3 separate regions of the Mus musculus genome follow, and all the other regions are linked to region 1. The links are chromatin contacts, called in public HiChIP or PLAC-seq maps. All regions are on one chromosome and are shown on one strand. The core of a region is the stretch at or near the end of the contact, and the rest is flanking DNA. Distances in the headings are between cores, read along the strand shown.

Region 1 (3,202 bases), core at 60-2,559:
GGTTAATCCCAGTGACAGAGTTATCACTGCTATGTGTAATGGCTGTGTTAAGTATGAGTTCACTAGACAGTGGAGAACTTCCTCTTACACCTTTCAAATCGTGTGTGTATTACACACACACTCACACACAGACACACACACACACACACACACACAAACACACACTCACATACACACAGAGATATACACACACAGAGGGCACATCATTATACATGAATCTCAGGCCTCTGGTTTCATTGCTTCTTTATGATCTATACATAAGCTCTGGGGACAAAACCCAGGGCCTTCTGTGTGGTTAATTAAGCATTTTAAAGACAGTCTCTCTAAGTTGCCCAGGCTGGCCCTGAATTCACTCTGTAGCTCAAGTCGCCGTTGGGCTTTCTATCCTGACTAGCTTCCTGAGTGCTAGGAAGCAGCTACTAAGGACTCTTGTGAGGATGAACGGTAACAAACCAATGAGTGAGCGTCTGGCTGGTGCGCATGCCTGGCCAGTGCCTGCCCCAGCCGTGAAAGCCGCCACGCCGGGAAGAAGTTCAGAACCTGGCCTCTGGAAACAGTAACAGCCCAGCCTAGAAACATAAGCTAAATTCTGAGACTATGCAAGCTGCTCTAGGTTGTTTTCTGGCTTTCTTTCAAGTCTCAAAGGAGTCTATGCCTGTAATCTAAGAACCCCCTTCTCACTGGGCAGTGGTGGCACACGCCTTTGATCCCAACACTTGGGAGGCAGAAGCAGGCGGGTTTCTGAGTTCGAAGCCAGAAAAAAAAAAAAAGAAAAAGAACAAAAATTTTTTCAAGAAGTTCAAAAGTATAAATAACTGCAAATTATAACCATAAAATGTTATAACTATATAAAATAAAACTGTAAAATATAAAAAATCACAACTATAAAATATTGTAGTATTTTATAGTTTATAAATTAATTATACTATAAATTACAAATAACCAAAAAATGCAAATAACTATAAATAAACTAAAAATTAGCCGCCACCCTCGGGGGAGGATCTGCTGTGTGCTGGAGCAAGAAGCCTTGGAAAACCGGTTCCTGCCTAACGCAGTCCATTGTGTTCTGTCTCAGCCTGTAGCACTGAGCGGGGTTGGGGCGGCGCCCCACTCCAGGAGGACCCAATAAGTGCCTTGTCAGATTACGCCAACTAGAAACATTTAGGGGAAAGCTAGGACTTTGAGGACACCCCTCTTCCTCCCTCTGTGTGGTTCACTGCCCAGCTGCGCGAACACTCAGCTCCCTCCACAGTTTGATTGGTTAGATGGCTGAACCGGAGGCAGGAGGGGCTGCTTAGATCTACCTATGGTGATCCAGGCGCCCCCTGGTGACCAGTACTGGTATAGTAGGAAATGTCAGGGCAGACTGGTCTGTTGTGGCAAGCAGCCTTGTCTAAGATACCCCAGCTTGTCTGAGGCCTGCATGGGCATTAGCATGAGCTGGCAGGTGCAGTCCCTGTGTGAGTCTTGATGACTGATATAAGGATCTGGTCACTCTTCCAGCTCACTCATCCTCACAGTTGCCTGGGAAGAATGTTCCCCTGCTGTGTCCATTTTAGAGAGGAGGAAGACGACTGGAGATGGTCCATGCTAGGGCCTGTGCTTTTTTTTTTTTTTTTTTTTTTTTTTTTTTTGGTTTTTCGAGACAGGGTTTCTCTCTGTCTCTCTGTAGCTCTGGCTATCCTGGAACTCATTTCGTAGGCCAAGCTGGCCTCAAACTCAGAAATCCTCCTGCCTCTGCCTCCCGAGTGCTGGGATTAAAGGCGTGTGCCACCACGCCCGGCTGGGCCTGTGCTTTTGGTGGTGCCCTGCATAGGTGGGAAGGCCCAGGGAAGTCAGTCAGGTTGTTTGACCCTGCTGGCCTCCCTTTGCTGATATCCAGAAGGACTCAGCCTGGAGCTGTGGCTAGGTGCCTCCTGGGACCTCAGTTCCATATCTATGTCCCAGGATGGCATGTTCTCACAAGGCTGGGGCAGAGCCTCAGCCACCCCACGTAACACTTGAGAGGAGGGGGCATCTTCTTGCATCTGTATGGGATCCCTATGGGTGTCTGAACCAGGATCACAAGATCAGCCCGGCCGTTCCTGTAGTGACCAAGGTCCTTTTTCCACCTCTTACTAGTTATATTCGATGCTACTACTGGGCTGTGAAAACCCTCATCACCATCGGAGGACTGCCCGACCCCCAGACGCTCTTTGAGATTGTCTTCCAGCTGCTGAACTATTTTACCGGGGTCTTTGCTTTCTCTGTGATGATTGGACAGGTAGGTGACTGCAGCCACATCACACATCCATCACCTGTAGTTCTCCCACCCCCGCTGGAAGCTTCTCTGTGCGTTGTGGCTTTGGGGACTGAGCTCAGGGAAGACTTGGGACCAGAAGATGTCTGTGTCCCAGGACTGCCCGAGGCCTTCCTGTTTGAATGGTAGTCCCTTTGGGGAGCACAGGAAGCCAGGTGGCTACCTGGCTTTTTCAAAGGCTGCGAACCCGGGCTGTTCCCTGTAAGCAAACCCTTTCGGGGTCTCTGATGTGATGTGTGACTTGTGTTCTAGTCTGGGCCTGAGGCAATAGCTGAGAGTTCTCAAAGCAAACTTGGAAGGGGCCCATTCTGAGAAGCAGTATTCAGGGGGGGCCCAGAGTTCCACCCTGGAGGAGAGCGGCTATACACAGAATCAGCTTATCACAGTGAGACATCCAACCCCAACATGGTGCCAGGAACCCGAGATGGCCAGAGAGGTCTGCAGCCATGCATCAGCTTCTAGTGGCTTTGCTTTATGTTTGGCCATCTGTGTTTCTGTCTCTGGCTTACCTACAAGCATAGGTCCCTGACTTCTGTACTGCTACATATCCAACCAGTGTCCTGCCTGGCTTAGGCCAGCCACTTCTCTGACCTCCCCTCGCTGTTGTCTCGTTCCAGATGAGAGATGTGGTGGGGGCCGCCACAGCGGGGCAGACCTACTACCGCAGCTGCATGGACAGCACAGTGAAGTACATGAACTTCTACAAGATCCCCAGGTCTGTGCAGAACCGTGTCAAGACCTGGTATGAGTACACCTGGCATTCGCAAGGCATGCTGGGTAAGACTGGCCAAGCCCCTAACCCTCTACATCCCCCAGCCAGCCTTCACCTGATTCTCAGATTGACCAGTTCTTCCCTTGTCCTGTGTGTCCTGAGGATTCTCTGGTGGTTGTACCCTGAGCCAT
Region 2 (3,646 bases), core at 1,131-3,630, 300 kb after region 1:
AAATAGCAATCAGAAACAGAACGGAACTTCCTAAATCTGACATTTTAAATGAAAAAAGAAGAAAAGAAGCCCCAAAACACCTCATCAACTATACCTTCAGATGAAACCATCAAGAACTTTCCCTTGGGACTGGAGAGATGGCTCAGCGGTTAAGAGCACTGACTGCTCTTTCAGAGGTCCTGAGTTCAAATCCCAGCAACCACATGGTGGCTCACAAACATCCGTAACAAGATCTGTCGCCCTCTTCTGGAGTGTCTGAAGACAGCTACAGTGTACTTACATATAATAAATAAATATTAAAAAAAAAAGAAGAACTTTCCCTTGAGATTTGCCGTGAGATAAAGAAGCCTGCTGTCACCTTAGAGTCCTAGGAGCAGAGGTTAGGCTAGGAGGCAGAGAGCTTGCTCAGCATGGGCAAGGCCCTGGGTTTGATTCCCAGCACTAACACCAATACACATGCACATGCACACACACACATGCATACATACATGCACACACATGCACATATACACACATGCATATACATATAATACATATACATACATATATACACACATACATACACACACGCACACATAACACATATATACACGTACACACATGCCTATACACATACATACACACATGCATATACACATACACACTTACATACACAATACACACATGCATACATACATAATACATACACATATATATACACATACACACTACATACATACATAATACACATATATACACACACATGCATATATACACTACATACATACATATACATATATACACACACATACACATGCATATACACATACATACATACACACATGCATATACACACACATACATAAACATACATACATACATACATACATACATTCATACACACATACATACATACACACATGCACACATACACACATAGTGCTGGAAAACAAAACAATAAAGGACTGATAAGAAAGAAAGAAAGAAAGAAAGAAAGAAAGAAAGAAAGAAAGAAAGAAAGAAAGGAAGGAAGAGAGAGAGAAAGAAAGAAAGAAAGAAAGAAAGAAAGAAAGAAAGAAAGAAAGGAAGGAAGGAAGAAAGAAAGAAAGAAAGAAAGAAAGAAAGAAAGAAAGAAAGAAAGAAAGAAAGAGAAAAAAACCCGAGAAGATAAAATCAGCTTCATCCCTCATCAAGATATTCTGAGTACATAAAAAAACCCCAAAAGAACCCACATGCAAAGCACTGGGCAGGTTTTCTAGTGTGTGTGTGTGTGTGTGTGTGTGTGTGTGTGTGTGTGTGTTGGCTAATGTTGGTTTCAACTTGACACACCTGGGAAAAGAGGACTTCAAAAGAAGAAACTTTCTAAATAGGACTGTGGTTATAGCCAAATGGTAGCATTTCCTAGTATGCACAAAGCCCCAGTACAGTAGGGAGATGGGCATGGAGGGAGGGAGGGAGAGAGGGAAGGAGGGAGGGAGGGAGGGGAGGAGGGAGGGAGGCTTCTCAAGCAGGCAAAGCCATACTTCATGGTTTAGGAATGTAGACACAGGTGGCAAAGTTGATATAAAACCAGGGGGACTTTTCTAAAGACTGAAACAATGCTCCGCTCTGATGCAGGGGCATTGTGGAAAGAGGACAGAGTCTGCCAGGGTGGCACCTCTTTCTTCACAAGGGTGGTGCTGACATGTGGTTTGCTGATTATTTTTGTTAAACAATATATGTACCCTGCATATTCTCTCACAAGTTCCAGCACTCGGGAGACAGAGGCAGATCTCTGTGAGTTCAAGGCTAGCCCAGGCTACATAGTGAGTTCCAGGACAGTCAAGGCTACCTACTGAGATCCTGTCTTAAAACAAACAAACAAAAATAAATAAATAAATAAATAAATAAATAAATAAATAAATAAATAAATGAAAACAAATAAATAAAGGGTAATCCTTACATTTGGGAGGTGGAAGCAGGAGGATGAGTTTAAAGCCTGCTTCAGCTACACAGCAAGTTCAAGTTCAAGTTCAAGCAGTCTGTGCTGGGACAGGGGGACCATAAACAACCTTCCACTGCAGCCCAGACAGTGAGGACCCCTGATGACATCTTTTAAGAACAGTGGTCATGGGACACTAGGACTGCTTGGTGATAGCATGATATGAAAGGCAAGCCAAGGTCAGAGGCTGCCTGAGTAGAGAGCTCTCAATGCAACAGTCACTTCCACCCAAGGACATCAAGTCATGCAAAGGACTTACAAAGGACCACTAAAGGTGTGCCTTTTTAAACATCCACACAGATCCATTTTTATTTCTTATTTCTTTGGGTTTTTAAAAGACTTTTAATTTAAAATATATGTGCCTATACGTCTGTATGAGCAACGCATGTGCCACATGAACGCAGGATCCCACAGAAGCCAGAAGAGGGTGCCAGAGCACCTGGAGCGGCCCAATGTGGCTATGAGGAACTAAAACTAAGCTCCTATCTTCTGGGAGAGAAGCAAGTGCCTTTAACCACAGAGCCATTTCTCCGACCCCTAGAGAGTCCCTTTCTAAATGATTCATCACTAATCGCTAGTGCTCTCCCCCTCACTGTTTAAATATTTGCTCATACTCCAAGTTTCATTCCTACAAAAGAGGAGGAAACTGTGGGCCACTTAGGGTTCCTGCCCTTGTATTTCCCTTCTCCCTGTCCTGTCGACTGAGCCCTTCCATTCCAGCTATAAGGAGCCCTGTGACAGGAGTGGGCGTCACACCAGAGAGGTGTTGACCTTCACCCTGATAGAAACGGCTCTTCTGGGAGCAAGCAGTTTCCAGACTGAGGAAGTTCAGGCTGCTACTCTTATTCAAACCTCCTTTTGCATGTTTCGAGAGATTCGGTTGTGTGTCTGTGCTTCCCCATAGACTGCCTGGTCTTGGCTGTGCAGAAGGCACCCAGCTGAAGCATTCACAGAAGCCGTTTTTCTCCCTGTGGGCGATGTTGGGGATTTGTACTTTGCCGTTACTTTAATTGTTTTTTCTATTAATGTGTGTGTTGTAGGGATGATGTGTGTGGGCATGGGGTGGTCATAGAAGCCACCGGATGCAAGTGGAGGTCAGAGTCCGTTCTTACCTTCTGCCTTTGTGTGGTCATTTGTGGTATTATTTGGCTCTGGTCCCAGGTAGCTGGGATTCCTGTTACAGTCCCTTGCATGGCAGGTCTGTGAGGATGCTGTAACTGCCATGCAGCTTGTGTGGCCACGTGCCCCTCTGTCAGAGTCTGCGACTACAATGACTGTGGCCGAGTTCCAAGATGCCATTCCCACTTCGTCAGTCCTCACTGGACCCCACAAGGCACAGCTTGGGCTGGTGTTCTTGGTGTCCAGAGTTCAGTAGCTCCGGGATGCTTACAGGAGGGTTGTGGCACCACAGGGCTTTAGTGTGAGCCTGAGTGAGAGGGTAACGTGGATTCTGCTCCTCACCCTTTGGTTTTACGTTGGCTGTTGTGACTGCTTGTCACTGCCTCAGCATTAAAATGCCAGAAATGACCTAGTCATTGCTCTCTTCCCTGACCTGGCTCCCAAGCGCCCCCCTCCCTCCATCACTTATCACAGTGAATTCTGTTTTTGCATCTGTCTCAGCCAGCTGCACAGCCTCACAGGAGATACATCTGAGTTTATATCCATTTCCTGTCCTGTGTTTGACTG
Region 3 (3,692 bases), core at 1,003-3,502, 400 kb after region 1:
ACACCATGGGCTGGAGGGATGGCTCCGCAGTTCTGAGGTTCCTGGCACCCATGTCAGGCAGCTCACAACCCCTGTAACTCCAACTCCAGGGGCATCTGAGACCCCTGGCCACCTCCAGCCCCTGCATTCACTGGTAAACACCCACACACAGAGACACAATTTTAAAAACTTAAAAGTCAGGGAAAACATCACAACAGCAAAACATCCCAAGTTTCAGGGCCCACACCTCGTTTGTGATATAACCAGATAGCCCACTTGGAATTTCAGTGTTCCTCTCATCAGTAGATGTTCACTGGACAGCTTCACCAGGGAAAGCCCACTAACAATAGAACCCAATCCCCCCCCAGGCACTGCTGGGCAAATGGGGCTGTAGCATACAGATGCTGCACTTAAGCATGTGTCTAGTCACCCATCAGCAAACACCTGCATGTAAACAATAATGTTCAGAAATCAGTGGTGTTGGAAACCCAGTTCTCAAGGAGCTGATGTAGGCCAGGAAGAGGCCGGAAGACCAGCTGAGGATAGGCCCAACCTGCCCTTCACCGCAGTGCTTCCTCAACTCAAGCAAGGACCAAGCTTCCTGATGATTTACTTCTGGGGCCCATTGAATGCCCTTAATCTACTTCCACCATTCCCATTCCCCGACCCCTGGTGGGAATTCCCCATCTCAGAAAACCTCGAGTGTCCATGTTTACAAACGCTCCACTCCCTTTTGGCCTCCTTCCTCTCTCAAAACAAACAAACAAACAAACGATAAAACTGGTCAGATTCTCCTGAAGGTGTCATATTTTGCCTTGTTATGTTTGCTCATGTCTTGTCTCTAACTGAAAACGTACATGATTTACATATGCAGCAGAAATAAGAAATTCATTTTTAAAAAGACACCAGGATGGATTTAAAAAAACAAAAAACCGAAGTCTGTCTGTCTGTCTGTCTCTCTCTCACACACACACACACACACACACACACACTTCAACAATAAGGAACAAAAGTATGTTGTTTGTTAAAGAAAATCTTAAGCCGGGCAGTGGTGGTGCACGCCTTTAATCCCAGCTCTTGGGAGGCAGAGGCAGAGGCAGGCAGATTTCTGAGTTCCAGGCCAGCCTGGTCTACAAAGTGAGTTCCAGGACAGCCAGGGCTACACAGAGAAACCCTGTCTTGAAAAACAAACAAACAAACAAAATTAGAAAATCTTTATAACACATGCTTTCTCTCATGTGGAATCTCTCTCTTTTTCTCTTTCTCTCTTTAATAAAGAGAAAGTTCGGAGCCTGCAAGATGTGCAAGATACTTTTTGTTGTCAAGCCTTAAGGAGTTCAATCCTGGGCCCCATATGGTGGGAGAAGAGAATCCCTCCTACAAGCTGTACTCTGACCTCTACACATGAACTCCGGTACTCGAGCCCAGAGATAGACACATATATGTAAATAAAGGTTTTCAAAAAGATAGGGGGAGACGACAAGAAAGTATAGCAGGGTACTATCTGGAAGGATGGGAGAGACCAGGTACACTCTGTGTGTGTAGATTTCAAACTACATAACGAAGCCCATGATTTTGTAAAATCAGCATATATGTTCAAAAGACACCAGCCAGTAGCGAACACTGACGTCAAAGCAAAAGCGCATCATCTACACTACTTCGGCAATCGCTGCATCACCTGCTAACGACGCCTAGCATCTACACCGCCCGGATGAGGAGGCTGCAGCCCTCCGCTGTTTAACAGTGCTTGGTTTTGATTTCTGTTGCTTTGGGGTAGACGAACAGTACTGGGAAACCCGCAGCTGAGCAAGGCACGCACCAAGGCGGGCCTAGGCTGCCCCAGCCCAGCGTACAGCACCGCAGTGTTCTCAGCCCCCACCCCGGGCGGAGGGTGGGCGGCACGGGCTCCCAGGGACGGTCGCTTACCTATTATGGGCACCTCTGCGATGAAGACCCTCCGAATGGAATTGGCCACCCTACAGGAGGAAAGACAGGCGGTGTGAGCGGCCCCGAAGCCACAGCCCCGGGGTCAGGAGCTCGAGGACCCGGCCGCCCGCCCGCCTCTCCCCTCGCCGCCTTACGCCAGGTCCGTGTTCTCGATAATGAACTTGACGTTCTCTTCGGTGAGTTCCGTGATCCGCACTGTTGGCTGGTTGGCGTACGGCATCGCGACCCTCCGCCAGGCTCCCGCGCCAGCCGCACAGCGCGCCTGCGCGGCCACCAGCAGTTTGTCGGCGGGGCAATCGGCGCTTCCGGCTAGTCGCGGGCGCAGCGCCACCTGCTGACCGGAGGCCGGAACTCTCCTGGCCTGTGTTTTCTAACCACACCGGCGCCAAAATGCATTGGTCCTATACTCTTGAAATCCCCAAGATATACAGCACAAAAATTAAATGTACAGGGTCATTCATGCCAACGTTATTTATAACTGCTAAAAATAACGCATTAGGCAATGATCGATAGAGACTTGGTTAAACTTACATACGGGGCTGGAGATACGGCATTGGGGATAAGAGCACTGGCTGTTCTTATGTAAGACTTGGATTGTATTCCCAGCACCCATATGATGCCTAACATCTTTAGCTTCAGTTTCTGAGGAAACTCTCTCCTGGTATCTGAGGGCACCAGGTATTCACATGGTGCACAAATATACATGCAAGCAAAACATCCTTATACATAAAAATAATTTTTAAAATACATAGGAATACAATGAAACCTTAAAAAAAACCATTAAAAAGTTGTACATCTATACATGAACAAAATGGCTAGGGAGGTGACTCAAGCATGCAAGACGACTGATAGGTTATTTCTCTGCTGGTAAAATGAGCCAATTCAAGACAGATTAGAATATATTAAAAGGCAGGTTTATTGGGAAGCTGCTCTCAGGTGAGTTCACTGGCCTTAAGAACAGAGGCCGGGGAACCGCCATGGGAAGGGCAGAGAGGGAGAAGAGAAAGGGCCTGGGGCAGGGGGAGGGAGATAGATCGATCCAGAGAGCAAGAGCAAAATGTCTGGATTCTATAGGGAAGAACCTCTTGGGGAAGGGCAGCCCAGCCTCTGGGCTGGAAAGTTCAGGGTGGAGGCAGAGCATGCCAGGTGGGGACTGAAGGATGCTGGGAGAACCTGGAGGCCAGGTCTGCTTTGACGGGTAAAATATGCACCTCAGTCACTTGTTCCAGGGTGCGAAGCCAAACCCTGATGTGCAAGGACACAAGGTCAAATTCTCAGAACACCTGTAAAGAGGCATGGTAATGCAAGAGTCTAATCTTAGGCTCCTGTGAGTAGGAAGATGGAGAGAAGAATCCCCTGGATGCTCTCAGGACAGTTAGATAACACACAAAGAAGCAAACAAGAGACCCACATCCGAGCTAATGTCAGAGAGAGTACTGTAATGCATACACAAGAAAAACAAAACCCATGTTTTTTTGTTTGTTTGTTTTTGTTTTTGTTTTTCAAGACAGGGTTTCTCTGTATAGCTCTGGCTGTCCTGGAACTCACTTTGTAGACCAGGCTGGCCTCGAACTCAGAAATCCGCCTGCCTCTGCCTCTGCCTCCCAAGTGCTGGGATTAAAGGTGTGTGCCACCACGCCTGGCTTTTTTTAAAATTTTTTTTTAAATGTATTTCTATTTTATATGTGTATGTATGTAATGGTACCAATACATCACGTGTGTGGAAGGATGCCAGGCCTGACTGCAAGTGCTCTTACCCACTGAGC

What was found. HiChIP or PLAC-seq counts read pairs in DNA pulled down with a chosen protein or histone mark.
Region 2: an H3K4me3 HiChIP or PLAC-seq map of bone marrow-derived macrophages shows a contact between it and region 1, with 5 times the contacts expected there. The contact joins two enhancer-like sites. A contact is called at or near these places in 1 of 15 datasets of contacts at CTCF or cohesin (large pre-B cells), 3 of 484 Hi-C or Micro-C datasets (differentiating embryonic stem cells, gonadal supporting cells and nephron progenitors), 8 of 115 datasets of contacts at active chromatin or transcription factors (astrocytes, bone marrow-derived macrophages, embryonic forebrain and 4 more) and 1 of 9 other capture datasets (embryonic stem cells).
Region 3: an H3K4me3 HiChIP or PLAC-seq map of neural tube shows a contact between it and region 1, with 3 times the contacts expected there. The contact joins the promoter of Polr2c here to the enhancer-like site in region 1. A contact is called at or near these places in 1 of 39 promoter capture datasets (pre-B cells) and 3 of 115 datasets of contacts at active chromatin or transcription factors (large pre-B cells, memory CD8 T cells and neural tube).

The regions. Positions count from the first base shown.
Region 1 is chr8:95,253,123-95,256,324 of GRCm38.p6, reverse strand. Cngb1 (cyclic nucleotide gated channel beta 1) reads left to right here. Exons shown (of 33, transcript NM_001195413.1): 26 at 2,122-2,263; 27 at 2,917-3,076. Among named protein-coding and RNA genes, the nearest start is that of Cngb1, 52 kb to the left of the region's middle. Within about 2 kb of position 1,309, at least 130 of the 459 cell types and tissues checked have an H3K27ac peak or open chromatin away from gene starts, as enhancers often do. A contact at or near this core is called in bone marrow-derived macrophages, memory CD8 T cells and neural tube, where this site is marked.
Region 2 is chr8:94,954,080-94,957,725 of GRCm38.p6, reverse strand. No RefSeq gene overlaps it. Among named protein-coding and RNA genes, the nearest start is that of Gm30968, 21 kb to the left of the region's middle. Within about 2 kb of position 2,380, at least 98 of the 459 cell types and tissues checked have an H3K27ac peak or open chromatin away from gene starts, as enhancers often do. A contact at or near this core is called in bone marrow-derived macrophages, where this site is marked.
Region 3 is chr8:94,856,010-94,859,701 of GRCm38.p6, reverse strand. It overlaps Polr2c (polymerase (RNA) II (DNA directed) polypeptide C), which reads right to left and starts at 2,252. Exons shown (of 9, transcript NM_009090.5): 1 at 2,061-2,252; 2 at 1,906-1,955. The coding sequence starts at 2,146.